Regions from separate parts of the Pan troglodytes genome. Here region 2 is linked to region 1. A link is a contact called in public HiChIP or PLAC-seq data. All regions are on one chromosome and are shown on one strand. Each heading gives the region's core, a stretch centred on a gene start, on an enhancer-like site or on the middle of the called end of the contact. The rest is flanking DNA. Distances are from core to core; before and after follow the strand shown. Region 1 holds the start of LOC129136916. Region 2 holds the start of MARK3 (microtubule affinity regulating kinase 3).

Region 1 (4,935 bases), core at 1,666-4,165:
ATGAGATCCATTGACAATGTAACGGTCATTCTTAACATCAAACTGGGTCTGTGCTCCCAGCTCACAACCAAAATATTTGGTGGGATCTATTTGAATGAAAAAGGAGTTTGGATCATTACAGTTAACTAGATCTCTGGCTACTCAGTCACATTTGTACGAACGCCACTTTTTTTTTTTTTTTTGAGACAGAGTCTCACTCTGTCACCCAGGCTGGAGTGCAACGGCGCGGTCTCAGCTCACTGCAACCTCCGTTTCCGGGGTTCAAGCGATTCTCCCCCTTCAGCCTCACAAGTAGCTGGGACTACAAGTGCATGCCACCACGCCTGGCTAATTTCTGTATTAGTAGTAGACTCAGGATTTCACTATGTTGGCTAGGCTGGTCTAGAACTCCTGACCTCGTGATCCACTTGCCTCAGCCTTCCAAAGTGCTGGGGGTTACAGGTGTGAGCCATCGCGCCCAGCCATCCACTCTTTAAATGCGTTCCCCTGGTAGTTTTGTAAACTCATGGCAACCAATAAACCACGGTTCCTCACAACTTGTAAGGTAATTAGCTAGCACACAATTAGAACAAGTTTTGCAGCTCAAAGACTTGGAAGACTCTATCCATAATATGCCCTTTATGGACTTTTCCAAGCTTTACTTACACGTTGGAGGCCGATTAAGCGCCTTTGCAACGTCAACCATGTTGACTATAACTGTCTTGATTCCATTGCCTTTGCCCTCAACCTAAAGGAAATAAGAATTTTAGTTGTGCAGTTTCCCCTGACAAATGCAAACTTCAAAATTCTACAAAAAGAGCTATCAACTAAATTGAAGAGCAGTTTATTACCTTGGCAATCAGACGGGGCATCTTGTAGCGATAGAACTGGTCTGACACGCTGCGGTTGACGTTGACAGACATTTTGGCTTATTAGTGACTTTATCAATAAGATGAAGAGATCTTTGATTGCAACTTTTTGGTATCTTCTGTCTGGAGAAGAAGGGATGACATAAACGACTGCAAGAGTTCTCGGTCTCTGACATGAAAAAATTTTCGCCACTGAGGCTGTAAGCTTCTTGCTTGTATGCTATGTTTCCCCAATACAGGTACCAATGGCTGCGCAACAGCTCTGAAAGAAAAAGGGAAAGAACACACAAAAATCCCCCCAGGTTTAACACCATCGCTGGATGGAAACGCCTCCTTTTACATCCTAGTTATGCTTCCGCTTAATTCCACCTTAAAAAGCATCTGAGATCACATGCAAACAGCCATTCTCATGTAACACAGTACAATCTGCGGGAACATAAAAAGGCCTCCATTTCGACTAAACTGTGACTCTGGTAGGGAAATGCCTGACAAGAAAACACAAGCTGTGCTGCCTCAGCCGCCGTGAGATTCCATCAGACCGAGGGCAATCAGCAGGTTTGCCTCTGCGGCCATCCTGGAAGTGCTGAAGAACGAACCCAGCCCTCTCCGCCGCCCACCCCGCCCGGATAAGCAAACTTCTCAGGCACACCCCCGTTCGTCTTCATTTTTAAGGGGAAACTAGGGAACTGTTCTCTACAACTAGTTGTTGCTTCGGCAACCATGGCTTACTTCAAAGCAGCACTTCCTTAAACGCAGCGCTCGCCCAGAAGGGCCATTAAGCAAGAGAGCGCGAGCGAACGCCAGGCTCGCCCCGGCCTCCCTTTTCCTCGCTATTCAAACACTCGGTTAACCTTCGCCCTGGTCCCCATGGCTACCGCGCTCCGAGGCGTTTCCGCGGGGGCTGGCGAACCCGGCAGCTCCGCCAAGGAGGGCGGCGCGCGACCGGGGCGTCTGGCCCCATCCCCAGCGCGTCCCCCGAGAGCCGGCGGCCCCGGAGGGTGCACAGCCGGGAAGCGACACACGGCCGAGGGGTGCCGGGATCGGGCCGCCCCCGCCCCGGAGCGCGCGATGACTCACAAATGCAGCAGCTGAAGCCTGAGTCAGCCCGAGCGGCGGGCACGCGCGGCGCGCTCCCGCCAGGCCGGGGAGGGGGCGAGGCCGGGCCGGGGAGCGCGCGGGGAGGGGGCGGCCGGTACCCGGGCCCGCGCCCGCCCGCCGTCCGCCCAAACTGCGCCACACGCCGCGGCGGGGTCACGCGGCGGCCGCCGCCATCTTGTGCGGCCGCCATCTCCTGGCCCGCCGCGCCCGCGACTCACCGTTTTCGTCAAATAAAGACATAAACCCAACGCTGCTCGCCCGGGACTGGGATGAAGTGAGGCGCGATATAAACCCGAGTCCGAGTCCGAGGAGGCGGAGGCGAAGCGCAGCGAGGAGCGGCCGGGCCAGGTGCCGCCGCCGAGCAGCGGGGAGGGGCTGTCCCAGCGACGTCCGCGGTCCACACCCGTCAGCGCCGGAGCTGGGCGACCTGGCGCGGAGAGACGGCGCCGTGAGCCGTGGGCGGTCGGGGAGTGCGCCTTCCCCGCCAGCCAGCGGCCCGAGGGGTCGAGGGGGCGGGAAGCACCGGGCCGGGGGCCGCCCCTCCACCGGACTCACCTCTGGAATGTTCTCGCTCTGACTGAACAACGCCGCCGCCGCGCTCAAGCTACCCTCGGCCCCAGCGTCCGCCCCCCGCGTCAGGCCTCACTGCCCATTGGCTGGAGGCCTGCCACAGCTCGCTCGTCATTGGTTCGCTTGCGACGTCAATCGCATCTTGCCGCGCCCCTTCTGCTTCCTGAGGCTCCACTCGCGGCCTCGGCCCGCCTCCAGCCCCGGCCCCGCTTCCTTCCTCTCCCCTCCCCCGCCTTTCCCAGAGGTCTTCGCGGCGCAGCCCTTGGGTCTCGCGATACCCGGAGTGGCCCTGGTGGCGGGGCCAGGGCGCCGGGGGCCGTTCTTTGTCGGTTTGGGCCTTGAGGGGAAGATGGTGGTTGGTCCCCTCCCTCGCCGGGTCTGGGACAGGCCGCGGCGTCATGGCGACTCCCGGGACGCAGGAGCCATCGTCCTCGAAACTGCTTTCGAGGCCGTGTTTTTGCGGCCGCCACCTTCGGGCAGAGGAACCCGACCGCGTTCTCCCCGCAGCGGGCGCTCATCTCCCTTTCCCGTCCTCCCGGGACGCCCGTCTCCGGGCCTCGAGGAATGAGTTGTTTTTCCACCTTAAGCCCCAGGCCTGGGTCTTTCATCCCAGGGACGTCTTCTGTTTCGGACTCGGGGTGGATTGGCCGCTGGCGGAACGAGTCCGTGACTCGCCAGTGACCGCCCAGGGCGGTCGCGGGGCCGCGCCGCCTCGGTGTCGGCCCGCAACCCAGCCTGCGCGCTTAGCTCAGCGCGTCGCCTCCGGTTTTCGGAAGAGGAGGCCCTTAATTGGTTTGGAATCCCGGGGTCTCCTGAAGGCGCTTCGTGGTGGGTTCCCACCTTCTGGTGAAGGCCTCCCTGCTCTCCCAGGGTTGAAAAGCGCTATCCTTCGTGCTTCTCTTGTCACCTTTCTCCTAGTGGGCATCACGTCGAGTCCACCCCTCTAGTTTATGACTTGTGAATTCTTTGATAAGCAAATCGTAGCCCAGAGCAGGCATTTATAATGAGATTCCAATGTATTCCGTTGAAAATTACTATTATTTAGGCCGGTCGCGGTGGCTCACGTCTGTAATCCCAGCACTTTGGGAGGCTGAGGTGGGCGGATCACCTGAGGTCCGGAATTTGAGACCAGCCTGGCCAATATGGTGGAACCCTGTCTCTACTAAAAATACAAAAAATTAGCTGGGCGTGGTGGCTCGCTTGTAATCCCAGCTACTCGGGAGGCTGAGGCAGGAGAATCCATGAACCCGGGAGGCACAGGTTACAGTGAGCCGAGATCACACCACTGCACTCCAGGCTGGACAACAGAGCGAGACTGTCTCCAAAAAAAAAAAATTTTTTTTATTATTTAGAGAGAGGCTCTCATATTTTAGTTCTGTTGAAACTCTCCCATTCTTTCTGAAACTTGGATTTTTTTTGTGAAAACTTGAGTCTTAAAAACACATCCATAGTTCACCCTGAAGTTTGAAGACCTCACTTGACTGATGGAGCGAGAGCCCCGCTAACCTGCACTCTGGTCTCTAAGGTGCAGTCATCGAAAAGTCCTGAGCGGCCGTGCAGGTTTCCCGATCTGGAAAAGAGCAATGTTGCTGAGGACAGGATGAGGTAGATAAGGGGCTGCCCTTTGTTATAGACCAGTTGCATTTGCACTGAGGTTAGAATTGGCAGCTATGTTGATTTTTATCAAAATCCAAGATCGCGATTCCATAACTAAAAGCTTTATAAACAACTTAAAAATTGGCAGTGTTGGTAGGAAGAAATAAAGGCACAATCCAGAATTGAGAGGTGATTTGTGTTCTGTAGGGCAAGGACTTTTATAATCCCGCAGTGTGTACCTTGGTGTATAGTTGTTAAGCCAAATGCACAGTGCCTTATGAGTACCAGGGTTCCTATCAGACGAACTAGAAAAGGGGATCCCAGACATGCTGCTGCTGTTTCACTGTGGAGCATGACTTAGCAATCTTGAAACAGATCTGACTTTTTGCTTGGCAGCACAAAAATGATGTTATTTTAGAAACTCTGTTGGAAAGTATAGGCATGAAACTACTCTGAGGTGAGAGGCCTTCCTTTTCAGAAAAGTTTTAATAATGAAACACGAAGTAATTAGCTTTTTTGTATGTTTAGTGGCACAATTTTTAATTTCGTTGAAGTTTGTAATAATTTTAACTGCTTTTTAATATGTGTACCACTCATTTATATGCAACCATGGACAACTTTAAAAAATTATACTTTTGTGTTCTTTTTCTCCCTTTTATTTTTAGTTAATACATAACACATTTGTGGGATACAAAGTGATATTTCAGTACATGTATACAATGTGTAATGATCAAAGCACAGTAATCAGCATATCCATCACCTCAGATATTTATCATTTCTTTGTGTTGGGAACATTCAGAATTCTCTTTTCTAGCTTTTTGAA
Region 2 (4,935 bases), core at 1,056-3,555, 53 kb before region 1:
TACTAAAAATACAAAAATTAGCCGGGCGTGGTGGTGCACGCCAGTAATCCCAGCTACTCGGGAGGCTGAGGCATGATAATCACTTCAGCCTGGGAGGTGGAGGCTGCAGTGAGCCAAGATCGCACCACTGCACTCCAGCCTGGGAGACAGTCTCGGTCTGTCTCAAAAAATAAATAAATAAATAAATAAATAAGCTTTCTTTAAAAGGACTATAAGGAAATTAGTACCCTGACTCACCTAGTCTAAGAGTTTCTATTACTCACTCTTTATATAATTTTCTAATCTATCTCAGGTGGAGAAAGGTACATCACTGTTCTACTTACTCAGGGCCACAGAGCATTAAATATTGTATACTAATATGCTACAGGGATGCTTTAGGCTATGGTTTACGTTTACGGATTAAATTATCAAACAGCTATCCAGCAAACAAGCGGCATTTTTGAAGATCAAAATGAAAGCATTAACTCCACTAGGCCACAACATCTCAGGACATTACTGAAAGCATGAAAACACTCAAAGCGAGGAAGCATTCCCTAAGAGAAGACATTTCGTGCCAGCAATTACCTCATAACACTTTTAATGAAAGGCCAGTGAAGTTTCTTTACAAATTATTTACTAGATGTTTTACAGAATATAGGCAACAACTAGATTGAAACACTTTTGAACCCAGTGTTAGAGGAGAGTTCAGAAAACGAACAGAGTCAAACGTTTCTTCAATCGAATTTCTACTGCAAGTTCTCATTCTCTAGCAATGCTGTTCCTGGCATTTTGTAGTTTCACATGAACAAAATCAAAGGTTCCTTTTATAAAACCATAGCCTGTGAGCGCTGAAAGGGACCTAAGAGCTCATCTAAGCCAATCTCTTTTTAGGAAGGAGGACAGCGAAGCCCCCAGCGGGTGTCCCTCAGCTAGGCAGTGAGTGGCAGAGCACAGCTTCACTATACATCTGCTTTTCTGCTTTTCAAAATGTTTAACCAACTCCTTCAAAAAAGATTTGTATGGAAAGGAAACTGCCTTAATAAAGGCTGCGCGCTAGTGTTTTTGGAATTCCTAAGGGGACCGCAAAGATCCCTCAGTGGACACTTAGTGACTGTGATTAAATTTAGTTCCAGACCATCTTAAAGAGCGAGACCGCCCACTTGACCCAATCGATTACTCTTACTCAGCACCGGTAACATATGTTATTAATGTGACAGTCTCTCAAGAACTGCCTGACCAAGTTAAAAGCAGAGTTCGGTTAAAATAAGCGCTGACCACTGCAGTGATCTGACACACACATTTGCACAATCCATTGCGCGGCAACCTGGCCTCTCAAAGCACCGATCCGTAACGCTGCAACTCCTGGGCTTTATTAACCGACTAGACTGCCGGCATAATCGATATACTTCGCAGACCCGCCCGCGAACAGCGGGACAGGGCAGACTTCTGGAGGAAACGGTCCGACCTGGCTGCCTCTTGGGTGACTACGGCCTGCCCTCTATTTCCAGAGCGTTCGGCTGGGGGGAACACCCGACTGCAAGGCACTGCCCGAGGAGCACGAATGCCACCCCGAAGGTCCGCCAACTACAACGCCCAGGTTACTTACGTTTTCAGTGTCTCGTTCATTCACCGTTGGCAATGGGGTCCTAGTGGACATTTTACTGCACTTTAATTCTGCACAATGCGAGGGTGAAAACAAAACAGCACAGCCCTAGGAGGCCGGCGACCAGCGTCCTCGAGTCCACGGCAGTTCTGAAAAGGCGCCGTGGGGAGAGCGGCTCCCTTCCCCCTACGGCCGTCTAGATCCCGGGCCTGGCCCGGGCCGTCCCCCGGCGGGTCCCGGGGCTCATTCTCTCCCTGCCTCGGCGGCCGAGGCGAGGAGACCGGGAGGGCGGCAGTGGCGGAGCCGAGCCTGCGGGCGGCGGGCTGCGCTTCGGCCCGCCGGCGTCCCCTTGCCTCAGGGCGCCCCGCGATCCTGGGCCCCCTCAGCTCCTTCTCCACTCCCTCCCGTCGCACCGCGAATTTCAGCTCGCGGGCCTCCACACAGCGCCGCCGGCGGCGCCTGAAAAAGAGGAGGCGGAGGAGGATGTGAAGGAAGTGGAGCGCAAGACAGGCCGCCGCGGGCTGTGGGCGCCGACCATGGAGCGGGCTGCGGAGGAGGCGCCTGCGCCCGACTGCTTCTCCCTCTCTAGCGAGCTTGCTGCCTCAGCCTCCGCCCTGCTGGCCGCCGCTGCCGCCGCCGCACCCCGGCACCTCGGAGCCTTACGGAGCCAAGATGGCCGCCCCTCGGCTTCCTCTGCTGCCTCCGGCTGCCGGAAGTGACGACAGGCCGCCACCCGGAGTCCCGCCAATCAGCATGGCCTGAGAAAGCCGGCCCGGCTGTTGTTGCTAGGGGCGACTTGGTCCAGACCCCGCCGCGGGGGCGGTGCAGAGGGCTGGATAGTGCTGGTCCGGTCTCCGCTGACTCCCGCGGGCTGCGGGTTCCTCCTGTCCCGAGCGCGCCGGCAACCGCGAAAGAGCCGAGAAACGGCTCTGGGCGACAGCCAGAGCCCTCCCGCTGAGTTGGCATTTACACACTACAGGCCTGGGTTGGCTGGATTACAGATCGAGAGCCTATTGTGCGCAAAAGTTGCGGTTGCATCCCTGGGACTGCGCTGCACCGAATGGAGCCCCAGCATTAATTAATGACAGGGCCGGGGCTACGGGAAGGCGCCGGGCTCTTGCATCCTTAACTGTGACCCGGGAGTCAGGCTCTCGCCAACAAACCTTCCCGTCTCCGGATCTGAGCAGCTGCGGGCTGGGCGCGGACCCTGAGGGCAGCAGGCGCCTCTTGCCCTCAAGGAGCTGGTGGTCAGACGGGTGACAGACCCGGACCCAGCTAAATGCCATCCGGATGGAAGAGTGCAATAACGAGGGTGGCACAAAGGGGATGGGGTCGGGGGCGAAATGAATCTGTAGAGGACCCCAGGAACCAGCTTCCAAATGCCTGTAGGGGGTTTATAAGCAGGCTTTTCTTACAGTCAGTGCGTTGCTGCTGGAAGACTGGAAGCATCTCTGGGTGCCAGCCTCGGGCCAGGCTCGGTAGATGCCTGCAGGCTGGAACACTGGAAATGCTACCTGACCTGGAAGCCTTCCTTGCCCATTCACCTCTTCACGTGCTCGGTGCCTCTACTCAGCTCCTGGCCAGCGGTGGATGGAATCCATGGGTGCAGGGTCCGAAGAGGGAGAGTAGTGTGAGATGGGGGTGACAGGAACTGTTACCGAGAGTCGAGTCTACCTTGTGGGTTCATGACATTTGTTACCTCATTTAGCCTCAGGGTAACCCTATGAGATGGGCAGACACACATGCGATCCGAAGTCTAGACAGGTACAGTGACTTGGCTAAAGTACACAGGTTGGTTAGCGACAGAGCTGGGATTCTAACCTAGTTCCCAAAGCTTGGATAATAGGTAAGCCCTTGTAGTGGGTGGCTATGTCATGCTTGCTTTCCCTTTGGTCCGTTGGCATCCCAACTGTCTTGCTATGTTTGAGACATTTCTTGCTCCACGAAATATATGTTTGTTGTTGTTGTTGTTGTTGTTGTTGTTTTGGGACGGAGTTTTGCTCTGTCGCCCAGGCTGGAGTGCAGTGGCGCGATCTCCACTCACTGCAAGCTCCACCTCCCGGGTTCACGCCATTCTCCTGCCTCAGCCTCCCGAGTAGCTGGGACTGCAGGTGCCCACCACCATGCCTGGCTAATTTTTTTTGCGTTTTTGGTAGAGATGGGGTTTCACCGTGTTAGCCAGGATGGTCTCGATCTCCTGACCTTGTGATCTGCCCGTCTCGGCCTCCCAAAGTGCTGGGATTACAGGCGTGAGCCACTGCGCTCGGCCAAATATATGTATCTTTAAACGCCAGATTCACTCCCAGAGAGGCCAGAGGCTCCCAATGTTAAAACACCTGAGGACTAAGGTAACACTCAGGGCTCCCATCTAACCCTCAGAGAGGAATGCTCAGGGGGCCAAGAGTGGTTCTATTTAAAATGTGAATAGGGGCCGGGCGCGGTGGTTCACGCCTGTAATCCTAACACTTTGGGAGGCCGAGGTGGGCGGATTGCCTGAGCTCAGGAGTTTCAGACCAGCCTGGCCAACATGGTGAAACCCCATCTCTGCTAAAATACAAAAAATTAACCAAGCATGGTGGTGTGTGCCTGTAGTCCCAGCTACTAAGGAGGCTGAGGCGAGAGAATCTCTTGAACCTGGGAGGCGGAGTTGAAGTGAGCGAAGATCAGCCCACTGCACTCCAGCCTGAGCAACAGAGCAAGACTGCGTCTCAAAAAACAAAATAAAGTAAAATAAAATGTGAATAGGGAGATGGCATGCACATCTGTAATCCCAGCTACTTGGGAGCCTGAGGTGGGAGGGTCACTTGAGCCCGGGAGTTGGAGACCAGCCTGGGCAACAGAGTGAGACCTTGTCTCTACAAAAACTTAAAAAAAAAAAAAAAAAAAAAGGCAGAAGGATGATGCCCACTGCACTCCTGCCTGGGAGACAGAGCAAGAACATGCCTCAAAAATAAATAAATAAGTAAATAAATAAATAAAGTTATTCTCTTTCTCCTTCTGGCCAAGAGGAGTTAGTGGAATTCCATTAGTTAAATGTGTGCTTCACACACTTCAACTGCAATGTTGGTTATGATAAGACGGGGTGAGCATAAGTGTTGTGGGAGACCCAAGCAGGGACATTTAGCTCAACTCGGGGGTTTGGATCAGGGAAGGCTTCCTGGGGGAGAGGATGTTTATGCTGAGTCTAAAAGCATGAGCAGAGTTAGCTGTGGGAGGATGGGTAGAAAGGACAGTTCAAGCAGAAGGATGGCCTGATGAGCACCGCAATGAGAAGCCACACGGTGGGTCTGGGTAAATATCAGGAGAGTGAGCGGTGAGAAGTGAGACTGCCGGAGAAGGCCGGAGCCAGGCAG

What was found. HiChIP or PLAC-seq counts read pairs in DNA pulled down with a chosen protein or histone mark.
Region 2: a contact with region 1 is called in an H3K4me3 HiChIP or PLAC-seq map of stem cell-derived excitatory neurons, with 3 times the contacts expected there. The contact joins the promoter of MARK3 here to the promoter of LOC129136916 in region 1. A contact is called at or near these places in 1 of 7 Hi-C or Micro-C datasets (stem cell-derived neural progenitor cells) and 1 of 1 datasets of contacts at active chromatin or transcription factors (stem cell-derived excitatory neurons).

Annotation. Positions count from the first base shown.
Region 1 is chr15:101,350,930-101,355,864 of NHGRI_mPanTro3-v2.0_pri, reverse strand. LOC129136916 reads left to right here and starts at 2,915. Exons shown (of 1, transcript XM_054665822.2): 1 at 2,915-4,935. The coding sequence starts at 2,915. The coding sequence ends at 3,463. EIF5 (eukaryotic translation initiation factor 5) reads right to left here and starts at 2,373. Exons shown (of 11, transcript XM_016926765.4): 1 at 2,165-2,373; 2 at 831-1,110; 3 at 646-727; 4 at 1-86. The coding sequence starts at 902.
Region 2 is chr15:101,403,482-101,408,416 of NHGRI_mPanTro3-v2.0_pri, reverse strand. MARK3 (microtubule affinity regulating kinase 3) reads right to left here and starts at 2,305. Exons shown (of 16, transcript XM_001138504.7): 1 at 1,586-2,305. The coding sequence starts at 1,636.